Linked DNA regions of Strix aluco: region 1 is linked to region 2. A link is a contact called in public Hi-C data. All regions are on one chromosome and are shown on one strand. The core of a region is the stretch at or near the end of the contact, and the rest is flanking DNA. Distances in the headings are between cores, read along the strand shown. Region 1 holds the start of INSIG1 (insulin induced gene 1). Region 2 holds the start of PAXIP1 (PAX interacting protein 1).

Region 1 (5,768 bases), core at 1,149-3,648, 160 kb after region 2:
TTATGAATATGAAAAAAAAGTAATACAGTATGCTGCAGGAAGTAGCAAAAGAGACATACCCATGAGGAAAGAAAAAACACAGGACTGAGAAAAATGCTTAAGAGGTTCTTTCAGGAAAGAAAACTAGCAGACACAGCACAAGGGAATGCGAACTCTGCCCAGACACTGAGAATATGGGTACGACTCAGGGAAAAAAATTGCAATACGAAAAGATATCTTTTCAAATAAAGTAGAAATGCGGCACAAGCAAAGATGAATTATATTTGTTTCCCGAGGGTCAACTCCAGGGAGAGATTTCTTACACAGATGGGTCATTTTATCTCAAATCCAGAGTCCTGTTGATAAGTCTCAAAGTGATTCAACAAGAAAGAAAATTTCCCAGGGAATGAATTCTAGCCCATATTTAGAGCCGCCAAAGGTATTGCTTAGCGGTCCAGGGATATAAATTGCCTGCATCGATTCAAAACTCGTACACAGTTGCCATTGAAGGGAAGTGTTATGTCTGCATGTGATTTCCTGAAACAAATCAAATGTTTCTTCAGAGGAACCCATAAAATGCTGACAATATATTAAGACTGTTTTCTCTGAAAATAGTTAACTTGAACTTATAGTGCAGGTCCACTGGGTCAGAAAAAAATATTAAGAAAAGGAAATAAATCATGACTTCAAAACTCTGACAGAAGAATCCAAACAATTTTAGCACATGAGACTAAAACCAAAAGCTGTTTCCATACATTACTTGAGATAAAACAGCAATGGAAACTGAATATTTACAATTCCATGTACAGAGGACACATTTACAGTGGTCCAGCAGTAAAGTTGACGAGACAGGGCTGGGCTGATCCCAAGCTAGTCAGTATTAAAAGTACTGGGCTCTTCTGTCACTTCCAACAGTGGCACTAACAATGTGTCCATCACCAAGACAGTCGAGTACGTTGTCCAAAGGCACGCTGCTCAGCAGGCTCTGCTATCCTAACTCTTTGCATCCCAGCTAGAACTGAGCAGAGATCAGAAGGGATAGCCATATCCCAGATGGATTTTACTCTTTACGATATACAGAACACCTGCCTCTTTACCTATCTTTAATTGATTCCATATTTTTTATTTGTTACATTTAACATATCGATGAAAAACAATGGAACCATCATTGAACACTGATGGTCCAAGAACCTGAAGCATCATTCTGCCCATCACAGGCGTGACTAGCACCTACTCTTAAATGCTCAGTGTCACTGCTTGGGGAGCCATTGGGTCCTACATTCTTTCCAGCTGTAAAGAGGGCATACCTCATGGAAAAAGAAGTCCTGCTGGCTCCAGTGAGGCCAGCTAAATAACCATGAAATCCAGTTATTCCTACTATCAACACACTAGCCTCCAGCATGTCCTGGAGAACTAGCATTTTAAAAAAGAAGTCTAGCAGCTGAGTCCTGCTCTGTAGAGAAATTCTGATGCTGAATTCTAACATGAAGTACTGCTCGCACAGTTGACTATCTCTGCTAGGCCACTTTCCAGGCCCTTGCAGAAACCAGAGGGTGAACTTGCATTTAAGTGTATTTTTACGACGCTACACTAGGCTGGGAGCGTCACGACCCGGGCTTTGCTGGTGCTGGCAGAGTAGCTGCTCAGGTTGTCAGCACCAAGTCAGGAGTCTGGGATCTGCCGGGCACCCCATGGCTGGTCGCTGATGCAGTGTCTCAGTTTGGCGGGGCCTTACGCAGCCATGGGTTTGGCGGGATCTCCTTACACCATCAATTTGGAATCACGACAGCCGGGATCACCGATCCCTTCCTCTTCAGGAGACGCCGCAACAGATGCCTTCAACCCTGCCCATGACTAACTGCCGTCTCCCAAGGGAGCAGCCCACCACGGCGGGCTGGGCGAGCAGGTGAGGGCTGGCCTGCAGAGGCCACCGCCACCGGCAGCCCCACCGCGAGCATCAGCACCGCCGCTGTCACCCCAGGGGGTGCCAGGTGCAGCCGGGCCCCGGCTCTCCTCAGGGCTCCCCCCTCAGCGGGACGTTACAGCCGGGGGCGGGGGAAAGCTGTGGGCGCCCCGCGCGCGCTCCCGCCCCGCCCGCCACTGGCCGCGGCCCAGGGCGGGGAGGCCGGGGAGGGGGAAAGCGGGGGGGGGGGGGGGGTGGCCCGGCCGGGCCGGCGGCGCCGCGCGGTCCTGCCGCCGCCAGCCGCGGTGCGGGCGGGGGGAAGGCGGGTGGTGTGTCCCGCACGTCATATCAGCCGCCCGGCCGGGATTGGCTGCGCCGCCTCACCCGACTGGACGCGGGCGCCGGGGCTGGCGCGGCGGCTCCCGCGCTCGGCGCTGGCGCCCGGCCCCGCCCCGCCCGGCGCGGCCCGGCCCGGCCCGAGGGGAGGGGAGGGGTGGCGTGGCGGAGCGGCGGGCCCGTCGCTGCCTCCGGCCGCGGGTAGGTCGGCGGCGGGTAACGTGACACCCGCGGCTGGGTGCTTATAAACCTTACACGGGGCGCGGGCCGGCGGCGGCGAGCCGGGAGGGAGGCGGCGGAGCGGCGGCCGTTCGCCCTCCCCCACGGGCTGAGGCGACGGCGGCAGCAGCAGCAGCGACGGGCGCAGCCCCCTGAGGTGAGGGGGCGGGGGGCCCGCTCCCACGGTGCCCGGCGGGGAGAAGAGGGCTGGGGAAGGGGGCCGCCGTTTTACACCCCCGAGCCGGGAAGCGAAGCCCGTCTCGGAGGGAGAGGCGGCAGCGCGGGTGGGTCTGACGGGAGCGGCGGGTCCTTGTCCGTGTCCTCCCCGGGGGCCGAGCCTCTCGGGTCACGGCGGGGCGGGGGCCCCGCCGCTGCCAGGCTGAGCCAGCGCAGCCCCTGCCCCCGCGGCCGCTCGGGTGGGTCCGGTCACCCCGCTCCTGCGGCGCTCCCGCCTTCCCCACGGCCCGTCGGGCTAGGAGCCGAGTGCCCGGCGCCTCGGGAGCCCGGGTGGTGCTGGGGGCGGCGGCGGTGTGTGTCAGCGGTGGGCGGGGGGTCGGCCTGACCCGCTGTTGGGGGTTTGACAGCCTGTCCCCGTGCGGGTGTTTCAGGACTCCGGTGAAGCCAATGCCCCGGCTGGAGAACTGCGCCTGGAGCTGTTCCTGCACGGCCAGGGGAAGGCACAAAGCCCAGCTGGGGGGCACGGCTGCCGGGCTGGCCGCCAAGGTGGGCGAGATGCTGAGCTCCTCCGTCTCCAGCCCCTCGCTGACGCTGGTGGGTCACGGAGCGCGCAGCCCCGGCACCTCCCGCGCCGGCAGCACCACCGCCACCAGCAGCAGCAGCAGCACCTTGAACTGGAGTCAGCACCTGGTGCAGAGGGTCGTGGTGCTCTTCGTCGTCGGTGCTTTCATGGCCCTGGTGCTGAACTTGCTGCAGATCCAGAGAAATGTGACTCTGTTCCCTGACGAAGTGATTTCCACTCTGTTCTCCTCCGCCTGGTGGGTGCCCCCGTGCTGCGGGACAGCAGCAGGTGAGTTGCAGACCTCCACGAGTGGGGTTTTTGTTGGTTTTTCTTTCCCCACCCACCCTCCAGTGAGGAGAGGCAGCGGGGCTGAATTAGTGACCTGTTGGGGGGGAGCTTAGCACTGGCACCGCTTGCAGTGAGTGAGGTGAACTCTGCCTTTGGAAGGATGCGTGCCCGCTCCAGCTGTATCCACGTGCAAGAGACACCCACGCGTTTCCCGCGTGTCCGAAGGCGCTTTTTTTGCGCCGGTGCACTCTGAATGTGGGCAAAGTGTATTTTTCGCGCGGCGCGGTCTGGAAGCGCGAGTGAGCAGCTCCAGCGCCGTGGCGCGGAGGCGGGCGGGGAAACACGCGCTCCCCACGCAGCTGCCACCGTGTTCCTCCCGTGACAGCGCGACTCCAGTGCGGGATTCCCCACGGCGGGGCACGAGGGGGCGGGGCGGGGCCGCCCGCCGCCGCGCGGCACCGCCCCCCGCCGCCCATTGGCTGCCGGCGAACTGGTGAGTGGCGGGCGGTGCTCGCCATTGGCTGCCGGCCCGAACTGGCCACGGGCTGGGCCGAAAACAAGGAAGTCACGTGCGGCGGCGGCGCCGGGCCCGCCCCGCCCCTGCCCGTACCCCCCCCTGCCCGTACCCCCCCCTCGCTGCCCGCCCCTTCCCCTGCTCCCCCCTGCCCGCAGCGCCTCCGGAGTTGCCGCGCGAAGTACCCTTTTACCTTGATGAAGGGTTAAAAAGGGGTTAAATCTTAGGAAATAAACCCGCTGTAATCTTTTAATTTGCGTTGAAAGTACTTTAAACAACTCTTCCATGTTTGGGGTTTTCTTAATGCAGCGATGTTGTCACGTGTTATCTGTACCTCTTAGTAAGGGAGTATGAATGATAAACCATAAACTTGAATGAATGATAAAGTGCGCAGTAAAAAGAGATTGCCACAGGTAGTAGTCCAGTGAGAGTTATCACAGCCCTGTCACAGCTGGATTAAACTTCGGCATTTAGCTGTGAATTGTAAGGTAAAAGTCCTGGTACCTGGCATCAGAATAATGAAACTGTTTCAGTATCAGATCACGTGTTTTTCTTAGAATGGCATGTCTTGTGCCTTAATGTAGAAGTTGTTCCTCTTAGGAGTTTAAGCAGGGGAAAAAAACTCGTAGGAAAGGAGATAAACATACATCAGTTAAAGCAGCATGTCTAGCCCTGGAGTTGGTGACAACACATGGAGTAGCAAGGCCTGGAAGAATGAAACTCATCTAGTGTTTGTGCTAGCAACTGAGCTAACACAAGCCTGTGTCTGTCTTCTGCAACCAAATTGCAGACTGATAAGGCTGAGAAAATGCTATATGAGGATAAAAACTTTGTCTGGTTAATAGTATAAGTAGTTATTTTTCTCTGACACAAATATGACTGATGGCAAGTGCTTTAAGTGCGGCTCTGCTTCTATTTGGTGTCAAAATGCATCTGATTTGGATGGGAGCATCAGCTGGCTTGCAGCACAGCAGAAGGAGAGAAAGCATCTCTGCCAAGAAACTTTTGAGTCCAGGAAAATTTTTAATTCAGGGCCTGATTCACAGCTAATGAGTCAAGTTCATAAAACCATCTGCCCTGCATGTGAGGAATAAATGCATGTTCCATACCTCACTGTAATTAAACTTTTTGTGATGCTTTGTTATTTATTGGTACAAAACAAGCATGTGCTCAGGATTTCAAATGAGATATGTTCATGGGAGAGAAGGAGCTTGAAGTCAGATACCTTGACATCGCAATATATGTATCTCTTCTTTAAAGGTTCAAACAGAATATTGCTTGTTAGAGTGGGGGGTTTATTCTTTTCTAAACCGGGGAGGGGGGTAATAATTGTCTTCATCAAGCTTACAGTAGCTGATAAGCACCTTGCTAATATGTCAAGTGCTTATTTACGAAGCTAGTATTTAGTAATATTGAAGTAATCATTGTATAACAGTTAGTACAAGTAGTGTTACTTCTCTTGCAGCTGTTGTTGGCCTGCTGTATCCCTGCATTGACAGCCACCTTGGGGAACCACACAAATTCAAGAGAGAGTGGGCCAGCGTAATGCGATGTATAGCAGTTTTCGTTGGCATTAATCATGCAAGTGCTGTATCCTTGAACTCATTTACGTTGTTGCTCGATGTGCTTAGTCTGTTGTCATGAAACAGTCTCTCCCATTCACATATGGGAGAACTACAAAGGTAAGGATGGTGCTACTGGCAGAGACAAACTTCTGCGAGACATGCAGTACGCTGCAATAGTTACCTTAAGACAGATAACACAGTTCACTTAAAAGTAATTGGGGGGTG
Region 2 (5,478 bases), core at 109-2,608:
GACTGTATTTCTTTTAGCATATAATCCTATTCCTATGAATAAAAACTCTCTCAACAGGTCAGTGCCTATGTCTCAAGTTCACTTAAAGGCCTGGAAGAGTCAGTGAATGCCAAAACATGAGATTAAATGAACCCAATGCTGAACTACGATTCAACTGCAGCAACTACCAAAGCAGCAAAGACTTTCATTTCAGTGTGAAATGCGTAGTAATCTGCACGAAGGTGCTGTCCGAAAGCTAGATACGGTACACTTCAAACACTCGTCTAATTGGACATGCCACAGAAACTTTTTTTAAAACCACCTTCACCCAACATGACTGGGTGTTATTAACTAGAAGGCCAATTTCATCATCTCGGGGATTGCCCTAAACCAGAGTAGGCCAACCTTGTCGTGCAGGGTATTGCCCTAGGTCAGAGGGCTGGATGGTCATTTGTCAGCACCTTCTGCTCCTTGCCTCCTCTGCGTCAGGGCAGGGAAAATACGGAGATGACGCCTCAACCACATCAGCACCTCTGCACACCCAACGGGTCCAAAAGGTCCTGGGGCGGGCACCAGAGCCCCGGGGGTCCCGGGCTGAGCCCACACCGCGGCGGGAGGGGAGCGGGCGGGCAGGCACGTCCGTGTGGGGAGGGGGCAGCCCGCCAAGCCATCCTTTACGAAGCCTCCCTGCGCCGAGAGCGGCCTGCCACCCTCACCGTCCTGGATCCGGATACAGCGGCGGGGCGGGGACGGGAGGGGCCGGGGCTGCCACCGCGGGGCGCCGAGGGCGGGCAGGCGGGCGGGCCCCAGCGCGGCCCTGCGGAGCGGCCCACAGCCGGGCCGGAGGAGCGGCCGGCAGAGCCGCTGCCCCGCTCAACGGCCGGCTGCCCGCCCGGCCCGGGCTGGCACAGGAAGTCCCTTCGCCCGCCCCTCCTCCGCTCAGGCGGCTACAGGGCCTGCGCGCCGGGGCCGCTGGCTCCCATGGCGGGTGGCGGCGCGCTGCCCGCGGGCACGGCCGATACCGGCCGTTACCCCGCCCCACCCCCCAGGGGCGCGCGCGCTCCCCGCCCCCCCCCCCCGCGCCTTTCCCGGGAGGCGGCCGGGCGCGTGCGGCGAAGCGGCGCGTGAGCGTCGAGCCCGCGCGGGAAGTGTCGGGGCGGGGGGGGGGGGGGGGGGGGGGGAGAGAGGAGCTGGACGATCCCCCATTGCCCCCCCCGGGCGTGGGGTGGGGGCACGGGAGGAGGGAGCCGAGGGAGGGGGCACGGGGGAGGGTGACCCGGTACCTTGGGGTCGATGTCTCCCACCACGAAGAACTTGACATCTTTGAACATCTCCTCCGGCACTTTCAGCTCCTCCTCGTCCGCCGACATGGTCCCGGCCGCCGGCACCGCGGCCCCCCCCGCGCCCCCTCCCAGATCCCCCCTGCGCTCGCCGCGGAGAGCCGCTGGGGCCCGGGTCTCCCGTCCCCTCCCCCCGCTCGAGCCGCCGAACCGCGCGAGCAAGGCGCGCGCTGCGGGACACACCATCCCCCGCCGGGACGCGGGGGGGGGGCAGCGGGAGGGGAGACCCGCCCGCTCACCGCGGCTCCCCCCGCCCGAGCAGCTGCCCCCGCTGCCGCGGGACAGCGCCGGGCTCCGATCCGCGGGCGCTGCCTCTGCTCCTCCCGCTCTCTCCGAACCGGACCGGGAGCCAGCATCCGGGCCCACGGCTCCCCCCGCACGAACGCGATGGACTCGCCCCGAACGACAGAGGCGGGCAACGGGGATGCCCGGACCCGCCCCTTGGCAAGCGGGCGAGGGAAGGGGGGAGGGGAGCTCCCCGCCCGCCAGCCCCGCCTCTCAGCACCGCCCCAGGCCCCGCCCCGGCCCCGCCCCCGGCCCCGCCGCGGCACGGATCTCCTCAGCCGCTGCCGCCGTCCGCTCCCGCCCCGGCGCGGCCTCGCCTCCCCCCGCACCCCGCAGGCGGGGCGAAGGGGCCCTCGCAGGGCCGAGGGCAGCAGTGGGTGGCGGCCGGCGGCCCCCTCATACGGCGGGTTTCCGTGCGCCCCCTGAGTCCTGGTCCCCGGGCTGGGCCTTGCATGGCTCTGAGGGCCCGGGCCAGGCTGCAGCCGCACTCCTCATCCTCAAAACCGCGGTGAAAGCGAGGAGTCAAGGCTGTGGTACTCCCATTTTCTTCATTATTTCAGGCTTTCATCTCTGTCCATCGGGGGAAATTAAGCAACAGCCAGCGACTCACCACTGCAAGCAGTGACAAACAATACACTACATACGCTGTACACAAGTTACAATATTTTGCTCTTGCCAGTTTCAAACCATTTTCTCAATTCATCAAGAACCTTTCGAAATTCAGTCCTTTCCCAAAAAAAAACATGTTACCCCTTCCAGCTGGGAGTGTCTGCAAATCCAATAGGTGTGATACCTATTCCATCATCCAACTTGCTAATGAACATACTGACTACTACCGAAATCATACTTTTTCCCTCAGAAGTCTACTCAAAGCATCCTTCTATGTTGATGGTAAACTATTCAAACCTAGAGGGGGATGTACCTTTCCTAACATCAGATAACTGACCAGGAAACAGAAATAAACACTTTACCTTTATAAAATGACAGCTGTAGTCCACAGAGAGAAATGAGCACTTTCAAGAGCCTGATTGATCCAGCATATTTTAAACATTTGTGCATTGTCCAATAAACTTTGCCCCCACATTACTCTTTCCAAAGGAGTTTTGGACAATATTTCCCTCCCATACTTAAAAGTTACAAGATGGCATCAAAAGGCTTACCGAAATTAAAATACAGGACACCTATTGTTTGCCTCCTATCTACAAGGCCTGTCACACTCTCCCAGGAGAAAATTAGATTTCTTTAACCTGAGTTATTCCTGAAATATAACTGGTAGAAACTACTAATCTGTTTACAAGCAATTTATTATTTATCCAGTATTTTGGGGGGACTTGAAGTGAAATTTGTAGTATACAAGTTCCTAACATTTCTCATCTTTTTTCAACAAAGGTGCTTCATCTGCCTTTCTGGTCTCCTGGACCTCCACATAACATCTACCCCTTTCTACTCCAGCTACATAAGAAATACCCAACCTATCACCTGTTCTTGTCGTACTCCAGAAAGAGATCTCACCCTTTGGTTGCAGGTTCTATTGTATTGCCCCTCCAATTACAATCTATTTTTTAGTGAAAACCAAGGTAAAAAGTCCTTAAACTTTTATATGATACACTTGTTTCATAGTGCAGGAAAAAAAAGTAGAAATAACCATCTGCTTTTAAATCTGTTTATCCCTTTCATCCAATAATTCATATCCTCATCTCACTTTCTGTCTTTTCTAATAACTCTTGTCTAGGGTCATTTTCTTCTGCCCCAAGTATTTTGGACTGTCTTTGAAAAATACTTGCCTGAGCCTTGCCTTCCTTTATAGCTGCTGTCCATGCCCTCAGGTCCAGCCCTTACTTTCTTTCTTCCGTAATTTTCACTCTTTCCAACTCCATTTTTGATCCATTTTGACTTCTTCCCACTAAATTAGAACTACTTTGACCAAAATCTTCATTCACCTGCAGTGAAATGTTTTTCTTGTCATTCTTGATCTATCAGATACCATTAACACCATTGCTTCCTGAGTTTCCTTTCCTTTTGGATTTCAGTGCCTCTGTAATCATCTGCATCTTCCAGCACTGGTAATTCTCACCTCTTTTCTTTCATAAATATCACTGTCGCTCAGGTTTCTGTTCGACATTTTCCTCTGAGTTCTTTTCTCTTCATGATGTCGTTCATTACTTGGCTTCATCTTCTTTCTCAGTGGGATTGCTAAATTGCCCCTTCTCACAAGAGTACTTTCCTTACATCTAATCTCATATGCTACTGCATATTTCCACTCCACACAAAGAAAACCAAAAAGTGATCTGTCCTCTTGATTTCTCTGCTCAGCCTATTTGCTTTGTTACTCTAATGAGTTCCCCTGGCCTTCCTATCCTTCGGATTTACCACATCCACATTAGTTTTAGTTCTTTATACAACTCCAAGATTACAAGTATTTCAATCAGGTGCTATGCTAATACTGACAAAGAAACATAATGCAAACAACCAGCACACTTTGAATGGGATTTTTAATAACAATAACGTGCCTTCCCAAACCTTCAGCTGAAATTGTGCTATTGCAGCATCAGGTGAGGTCACTTCGGATCTTCTGCTTGTTCAGCTAGTCAAATCAGAAGAATATGAGATAAATTTGGTATTTTAAATCTCAACAATTTGAAAATTCTCTACAATATATTATATATTAGTAATACAAGGTCAGATTACTGTGTTAAATCACTGAAATTCACTGCAAAAGCAGTTTTCCACAAAAAGATACCCATTAATAAGGTGTCAACCTTAACCAGAATTGTTCTTGATGACTAATTATAACAAAAATCCAAGAATAAACTTTGATTCCATCCACACTACAGAAGCGTAATGCAATGGGGGGGGGTGGGGGGGGGTGGGGGGTGTGTCAGAAAGAGAGAGGTTAATGATTAACTGAAATAGCTTTACCAAAAGAAGTTTCTTTTATAAATTCAGTCCTGGAAAGCAAAGATAGAGTTGTTGGGAGCCCTGACCTGGGATGTGGGACATGGACATTTGGGTCTGTCCTCTCTCTGAATGGAGTAGAAGCAACTTCATGGAGACACAAGGTAGGTATGGCCACTGGATGCCTACACCCTCTGCATGTTCTTTAATCACAGAGCTTTTGACAAAAATGGGAAGAATGAGACCATCACATCCTCCTTCCACCAAATGAATAAGCCCTGAAAGCAGAGCCCTGCAGCTGTTCTTGGTGAAAGAAGAAGGACTTGGAAAATCTTGCCTGAGCTGAAGGAGATGTCATGTCGGCAACCAGCTATGCAGCACAGCCGAAGCAAAGGAATTTCTGTATGTGCCATGAAACAATGTGCAGCAACAGGTCTGCAGAAAACTTGCCTGGTAGAAGTTTAGATACCTAACAGTTTTAGTGGCCCCTGAGAAGTAATTTTGTAAATCTTGGTATTGGATTTTGGGTCACATAGAGTGGCCGTTGTATTATCAGCAGTGATACTAATCTTCTCACACAGAAGTATCTTTTTTTTATCCACAGTCTTGTTGGCTTCAAGATGACCACTCCCAGGAGAAAAGACTACTCACATGAGTCACAAATTCTTCCCCTTAATTATCTTCTAAATAAGCAGTAGAATTAAATTAATGAACATATTTTTTACTTCTTTATGTATTTCATGAGTCACCTGTCAACAAGTTATTTAAATTCTAGTAATTAGACTATTTCTAACAAAAATGAATAGCTCCAATTTCTGCATGTGTGTGATCTATTTTACAAACCCTAAGAACAGAAAACTAGATTGAAAAAATATGTTCTGGAACAAGAGAAATATCCCCTGTGTTTGCCAGAAATAAATTCTGGTCTCTGCTCACAGGTCAGCACACAGAACTAAGTCGAATCAGTGAGCTGGTCCCA

The links. A called contact is a pair of places that touch in the nucleus more often than the background predicts.
Region 1: a Hi-C map of brain shows a contact between it and region 2, with 3 times the contacts expected there. The contact joins the promoter of INSIG1 here to the promoter of PAXIP1 in region 2. A contact is called at or near these places in 2 of 2 Hi-C or Micro-C datasets (brain and heart).

What each region holds. Positions count from the first base shown.
Region 1 is chr1:112,617,822-112,623,589 of bStrAlu1.hap1, forward strand. INSIG1 (insulin induced gene 1) reads left to right here and starts at 2,399. Exons shown (of 6, transcript XM_074831485.1): 1 at 2,399-2,594; 2 at 3,046-3,464; 3 at 5,444-5,568. The coding sequence starts at 3,062.
Region 2 is chr1:112,457,200-112,462,677 of bStrAlu1.hap1, forward strand. PAXIP1 (PAX interacting protein 1) reads right to left here and starts at 1,359. Exons shown (of 21, transcript XM_074831474.1): 1 at 1,263-1,359. The coding sequence starts at 1,349.